Regions from separate parts of the Rattus norvegicus genome. Here region 2 is linked to region 1. The links are chromatin contacts, called in public Hi-C maps. All regions are on one chromosome and are shown on one strand. Each heading gives the region's core, a stretch centred on a gene start, on an enhancer-like site or on the middle of the called end of the contact. The rest is flanking DNA. Distances are from core to core; before and after follow the strand shown. Region 1 overlaps Ano6 (anoctamin 6). Region 2 holds the start of Arid2 (AT-rich interaction domain 2).

What was found. Hi-C and Micro-C count contacts between places; a contact is called where the count stands out from the background.
Region 2: a contact with region 1 is called in a Hi-C map of Schwann cells, with 5 times the contacts expected there. The contact joins the promoter of Arid2 here to the enhancer-like site in region 1. A contact is called at or near these places in 2 of 12 Hi-C or Micro-C datasets (Schwann cells and mammary epithelial cells).

Annotation. Positions count from the first base shown.
Region 1 is chr7:128,967,929-128,971,273 of GRCr8, forward strand. It overlaps Ano6 (anoctamin 6), which reads left to right. Exons shown (of 20, transcript NM_001401001.1): 14 at 1-80; 15 at 282-379. Among named protein-coding and RNA genes, the nearest start is that of Ano6, 160 kb to the left of the region's middle. Within about 2 kb of position 2,048, at least 11 of the 93 cell types and tissues checked have an H3K27ac peak or open chromatin away from gene starts, as enhancers often do. A contact at or near this core is called in Schwann cells, where this site is marked.
Region 2 is chr7:129,324,724-129,327,803 of GRCr8, forward strand. Arid2 (AT-rich interaction domain 2) reads left to right here and starts at 1,648. Exons shown (of 21, transcript XM_345867.10): 1 at 1,648-1,998; 2 at 2,105-2,198. The coding sequence starts at 1,907.

The DNA.
Region 1 (3,345 bases), core at 798-3,297:
ACATCGCATTCTTCAAGGGCAAATTTGTCGGCTATCCGGGGGACCCGGTGTACTGGCTGGGCAAATACAGAAACGAAGAGGTGAGAAAAGCAGAGACCTGTTAACTCTCTTGACAGCTGAAGCTGCCACTTGCTTTCTCTCGGCTGCCTAATGAATAGTGACTTCCTTGTGTATTTCTGAGGTATTTTTAGCTGAGAGAACAAACAGAGATGTTAATCTAACGCTTCTTTGCAAGTTGATGCACCTGGAATCTAAATGTTGCTCTCTTTGTGACACGCCAGTGTGACCCGGGGGGCTGCCTCCTTGAACTGACTACACAGCTGACGATCATCATGGGGGGAAAGGCGATCTGGAACAACATACAAGAAGTTCTGCTCCCGTGAGTACCGCATAGGTGTCCTGGGTGGCAGGATGGGGGACAGGTCAGCCCACCCACTGAAATAGTTTACCCACGGAGCCATACCTCTGTCTCTAAAGCAGATTAGAATGTGATGCAATTAAAGGCCTCCGGGCAAAAGGTCCAAGCAGTAGTTTGTATGTGTTTATTAATTATACAGAAAGGCTCAGCAGATGGCTCAGTTGTGATGTGCTTCGTGTGTGAGCATGAAGACCGGAACTAGAAACCTGACCCATGTAAAAAGCCAGGCACTGTCATTAACACCTGTGCCTCAATGTTGGGGAGGGAGGAACAGGAGGATCCCTAGAGCTCACTGGGCAGCTCTGGGCTCAATGATAGACCAGGCCTCAAAGACGCTAGACGAAGATTGAGGAAGACACGAGATGTCAGCCCTGGACTTTGCATGCTCCTGTGCACTTGAGTGTGCACGCAGGCACATGCAGTAGTTATAGAAGCCCTTCCTCTTCACATCTAACAGAAATCCCACCTACTGTAGTTTATGTCTCTTAGGTTATCACTGATGGCTAAGTAAACAGACCTTTGAGAAAGGGCCCTTGTTAGCACTGTGAACTACGCATTGCCACAGACTTGCATAGCATCCGTCCCCATGCATCTAGAAGTCATTAACAGTAGTGTGTTACATGCCTAACATATGCCAGTCTCTGTACTAAGGGCTATGTGTTTCCGTGTGTATGTGTGTATATGGCGGTTACATAGTTATATAGCTTAATTTAACAAATCTTAATCTCCCTTTTGCTAATGGAGATCTGAGGCTTGAAGGGGTGAAATGACTTACCCAGATCACACTGGCAGTGAGGGGTTACAGTGGGATGCCATGACCTCAGACTTAGTGTTGTCAAGAACAGACATCTCCTATGATCCCCGAGATATTAGAAATAATCACCATGGGAGTTTTTGAATAGTTTTCCCAAAACACTGAGAAGTGGCAGGGCACAGTGACTGCCTGATAAGCAAGGCCCTACTGTGGGTTTGTCCACAGTCCAGCACCACTTGTATTTTGTGCAAACAGGACACTTGATATAATAGTTTTCCATTGCAACTTAACAAATTGTTACAAGCTTAGTAGGTTAAAGTAGGGTTCTGTGTCTTCTGGTACTAGAAGTCAGAGGTCTGACATGGGTCTGACTGAGTTAACTTCAAGATGTTAGCTAGCCAAGGCCTTTCCAGAAGTTCTCAGCGGAATCTTCTTTGGCCTTTTCAGGCTTTGAGGACCCGGACCCTTGCCCCGTTTTGTGATCCTCAGCCCCCACTACATTATCCAGAATGGCCTCCTGTACTGTAGTCGATGAGTTCATGGGACCTGATGCTCTTCTGATCTTCTGGAGGCAGGGAACCTCCTTGAGAGGCTGTTCTGACCACACACTTCCTTTTCCAAAGTAGTTTCTGGCTTCCATTTTTTGCTTTCATGAGACTTCTGGTCACCCTTATACTTTGCCTCCTCTGTGATCTCCTTTCTGTTCCAGGACAGCACCAACAGAGCGCCCCCTCTCCTTAACGTCCTCCAGCATGGAGGTCAACTTAGGAAGGATTTTAATTTCAAGATGTAAATTCTTTGCAGCGCCTTTCATCCCGCTGTGCAGTGGGGTGCACATGCCTAGAACTCATCACCGCGTGCAGGCCGACGCCCCCGTGCATTCTTCCCTGCATTCCATCCCCACATTCAACAACTCCCACCTCTTTTTCTGCCCTGAGTCTCTGCCTCCCTCATAGCCAGGTTTCTGTTCACCCCCTCCGAGACCCCGACTGGGTTTCAGTGCATCCACACTCTTCACTGGGGCTTTATCCCCGCCCCCCCTCCAGTGTGACCAGTCAAGGCCCTTCTCAAAGCAAAGACAGCACTCCCCTCCCAGGAAGGGGCTCCATCCTTAGCTGCGAGATAACTTTAATCCTGCTGCACAGAAAACAACCCTTCCTTTCATCGAGTCCATATTTGTGCTTTTCCAGATAAGTGAAAGTAGGTCATGCGCAAATCATGCTGTTTCAATATGAAAATGCGTTTTTTTTTTTTTAAAGGAAAAAACTTAACTCGTTCTCAGGCTACTAAAGCAGCATATTTCCGAGCCAAGCAGGCTGTTTAACACTAAATTTTTTGATAAGCCACTGCTTGGCAGTGAGCTGTTTCCTGAGCTTTCAAAGTTAGTGGGTAAGGGCGTATTTCCCAGATTAATTATGAGCAATCGATAGGTGACTACAGCACCCATGGCCTGTCCCTATTTTGACTTCAGGTAAACTTACTGTTAACAATCGCAGAGATTTCGATTCTGGCTAGAGATACTGATGTATGTTTTTAATTCTCTTCCACTGGCTGGAAACCCGAGACAGCCGAGTGTCCGTCAGGGCAGCCTCCCTGGGGCTGCTGCTCTGCACGGGCCAGTTCCCTGCTTCCACACAGAATCAGGTAGAGCTTCCCAGACCCTTGCTCCACTAAAGAGTGTCAGAGCAAACAACCATCTCGGCTGCGTTCCTGAGGGCGCTATGCCAGTGGAGCACAGTGAAGGATGTTTGACCAGAATTTCTCAGACTTGGCCGTTTCAGGCCCACCCACACCCTTCAGTCAACATGACTTCCTAGACTAAGCCGAGCCTACAGCTAGACTGGTCCCCGCTACAGAGCAGGCGCTGGGCATGAGCCCCACCTCCCACCCTCCCCACCCCCCACCCTCCCCCACCCCCGAGCAAGTGCTGCATTGGCCTCATATGCAAATCATCAATAAATTAGATGGTGTTTTTCTGGAGCCAGAGAATGTCAGCCCGCTGGTCCTCCCAGCACTGATGTTTGAGACAGTCTAGGGATTTTTTTTCTTCCCCAAAGATGATGTTAACATTAAATAATGAAAACCCTAAAAGACCTAGAACATTAGTGTCCTTGGGTGTTCAGCCAGGGGGCAGCGGTCACATTTCTTTCCCTCTATGTATCTCTTATCTTTT
Region 2 (3,080 bases), core at 398-2,897, 360 kb after region 1:
GCTTGCGAGGCACTCACTGGTCCTCGGGTGTCAGGAATTTCCTAGCCACACCTTATCCCGACCCCGTGGAAGACATAAACTTTACTTGGGAAATAAATCCGTTTCCTAGAGTGAGCACCGGAAGCACGCTCCGCTGTATTACATAATTCTTTTTTTCCCTCCCCTCCCCGTCACCCGATAGGTGCTCCCATCGGAAAAGACTACCTGAAATAACCCATCCTGACTCTTACTATCCTGTGACCTTGGGCTAGTGACTTTGCCACCAGTGGCTGTCTCTAAAATGGGAATCCTAATACACCAAAGGGGAAGCATGATGCTCAACCTTTGTAAACCGGGGAGGGTTCCAACACCCGGTCGATACAAATTTAAGTGGTGCTTTTATTCTAGAATAAAAATTTTTATTTCCCTATTTACACATTTAAAAAAAAAGAATCAACACAGAAAACTGAAGGGGTGAAAACATTTTGCCCTCTTTCAGATACGAGTGCAAAAAAAAAAAAAAACCCTCCATAAGCAATGTTATTCTCAAAGTTGGGAGGTTATTTCCCCAACAGGCGCGATGACCGTTTGCATACCTCCTGTTGGGTGCACCAAACCGACCAAAAACGGGAGGACGACTTAAAAGCCTTACTCTATCTCCACTAAAGTAGGGCAGGCAGTTCCCAGCCTATTTGATCCCACAGTTTGTCAAAGTGAGTTTACGGCCCCATCATGGACCATGTGCTCATCGGGCTTCCTTCAAGCATGAAGCCCAGAGGCCGACGCCTCCTGCTAGAAACGTCTCCAGAGGGGGCGAGCGGACTTCTCCGCGACCGCCCGGGCTGCGCCGCCGTGCGAGCCTCCGTGTGGCGGGAGGCCCGGCGGGCGTCCGCCGGGGGACGCGAACATCGCCTCCACCCCTAACCCCGGAACAACCGGTAGTGGCCGTTTCCCCGCGCCGCCCCCCTTTCCGCCCGCTTTGTGTGCGTGTGAAATGTGCTGCACATTGCAGATGAACCCTAAGCCGGGCGAGCCGAGTCTATTGTTCCCCGCGAGGAGCCGCCGCGACCGTGTGGAGCCAGGCGCAGTGCCGCGGCCGGCCCTCGGGGGGCGCTGTGCGGCGCTGGCGGCCCGGCCGTGGCGGCGGCTGAGAAGCAAGGCTGGCGGGCAGGCAGGCCGGCGGGCGGGCGGCGCGCAGCGGCTCGGCTGCCGCCGGAGCCTGTGCCCGGGGACTCCCGGGCCGCCGCCGCCGCCGCCGCGCGTGAATGTGTGCGAGGGCCCCGCGGAGCCGCGGCCCGGATCCACGCTGTCACCCCGCTCTCCACAAGCCACCACACAGACCTCCCCCTCCCCACGCGGCCCCGCCTGCCCCGGCCCCGCCGCGCCGCCGCCGCCGCCGCCGCCGAAACTCCCAGGCCTGCGGCCGCCCGGGCCCCTCGCCTCCGCTCGCCCGGCCCCCGGCCGGCTCGTGCGCCCCCGGCCGCAGCACCATGTTGAATCGCGTCCCCGGGCCGAGCCGCCAGGGCCGGCGGCGCTGAGAGGCGGCCAGAGCCGGGCCGCGGGAGGCGGCGAGGCAGGGTGGGGGCCGCGTTCGCCCCGCGGCTCCGCGCCCGGCCGCCCGTCGCCTGCCCCTCTAGTTTCGCTCCCGTTTCTTTAAACTTTTTTAGAAATTCCCCTCCCTCCGGCCCTGCGCTCCCCCTGGCCTCCCGCTCCCTCCTTCCCCTCCTCCTCGCCTCCTCCCCCTCCCTCCTCCCTCCCTGCGCCGCCGCCGCCGCCGCCGCCGCCGCCGCCGCCACCGCCGGCCCATGACTGAGCCCCGCCACCGCCGGCCGAGGAATGGGCTCCGGGCGCTGGTAGGGAGCGCGGGGAGCGGGGGCCGCGTTTGAACCGCGATCTGGGTTTTCGGGAGACCTCCTTTGGCAAAATAATGGCAAACTCGACGGGGAAGGCGCCTCCGGACGAGCGGAGGAAGGGACTGGCTTTCCTGGACGAGCTGCGGCAGTTCCACCACAGCAGAGGGTGAGAGCAGGACCGGGGGGGCAGCACCGGGGCGAGCCGGGGCGAACGGGGCCCGCGGCGGGCGCGGGGTCCCGGTGACAAGTGCGGGGCTTTCTGTCGCCCGCAGGTCGCCGTTTAAGAAGATCCCTGCGGTGGGTGGGAAGGAGCTGGATCTTCACGGGCTCTACACCAGAGTCACTACTTTAGGCGGATTCGCGAAGGTGAGTGGAAGTTTTAATTTGTATTTCCCTCTCGCTGGCCTGCTCGGAAAAGTCTGCTCCGGCCCGGGAGCCGGCGCCCGGGGCCGGGGGGGCGGTCGGCCGGGCACACGGCGTTCTCGGCGCTCGCAGCCGGTGGCACGGAGGCGGCCGGCGGCGGGGCTGTTTTCGGCCTGGTGGCTCGCGTGCGCGCGGCGGGCGCGGGGCTGGGCGGGCGGTGCGGCCCGGCGGCGGGGAGCGCCCTGCCCGGTGTCCGGCCGGCCCCGCGGGGTCTGAGCGGCGCGGCGGGGAGCGCGGGCGAGCAGAGTGCTCGCCCGCCCGCCGAGCCCCGCGCCCGCCCGCCCCGCGCCCGCCCGCGAGTCAGCGCCGCCGCCGCCGCCGCCGCCGCTGCCGCTCTAGCACAGGCGGAGACACAGAGACACACAGACTCTGAGCAGTTTTCGTGCAACTCAAAATTAGCGCGGGCAGGTTTAACATCGATAATCGGCTGCGAAATGATCCCGGCGGCCGGGGGCACAGCCTCGGCCCGCTCGCCCTGGCTTTCTACAGCTAACAAAAGAAAGCAGGACCTGTCTGCAAATAGCCATCTTAGGCTTCAAGGCTAGGCAGAAGCTGTAGGCCTCAAAGAAGGGCCTATGGAGATGGATAGATCTGGGAGAGGGATCGGAGTCGGCCCCGGCCCCGGCCCCCCCAGAGCCCGCGGACGTCGCTGTCCGGAGCAGTATTGATCCTTTTGAACTTTTTTTTTCTTTAGTGTAAACGGACCGCGTTGAGGTTTAAAAGGGGGCGACAGAGGGACTTGCGATTGGTTATTGTCCGGGCTTCAAAAACAAAACAAACCCACCAACCCCCCCAAAAACAAAACAAGTGCTGCTAAATACAGGG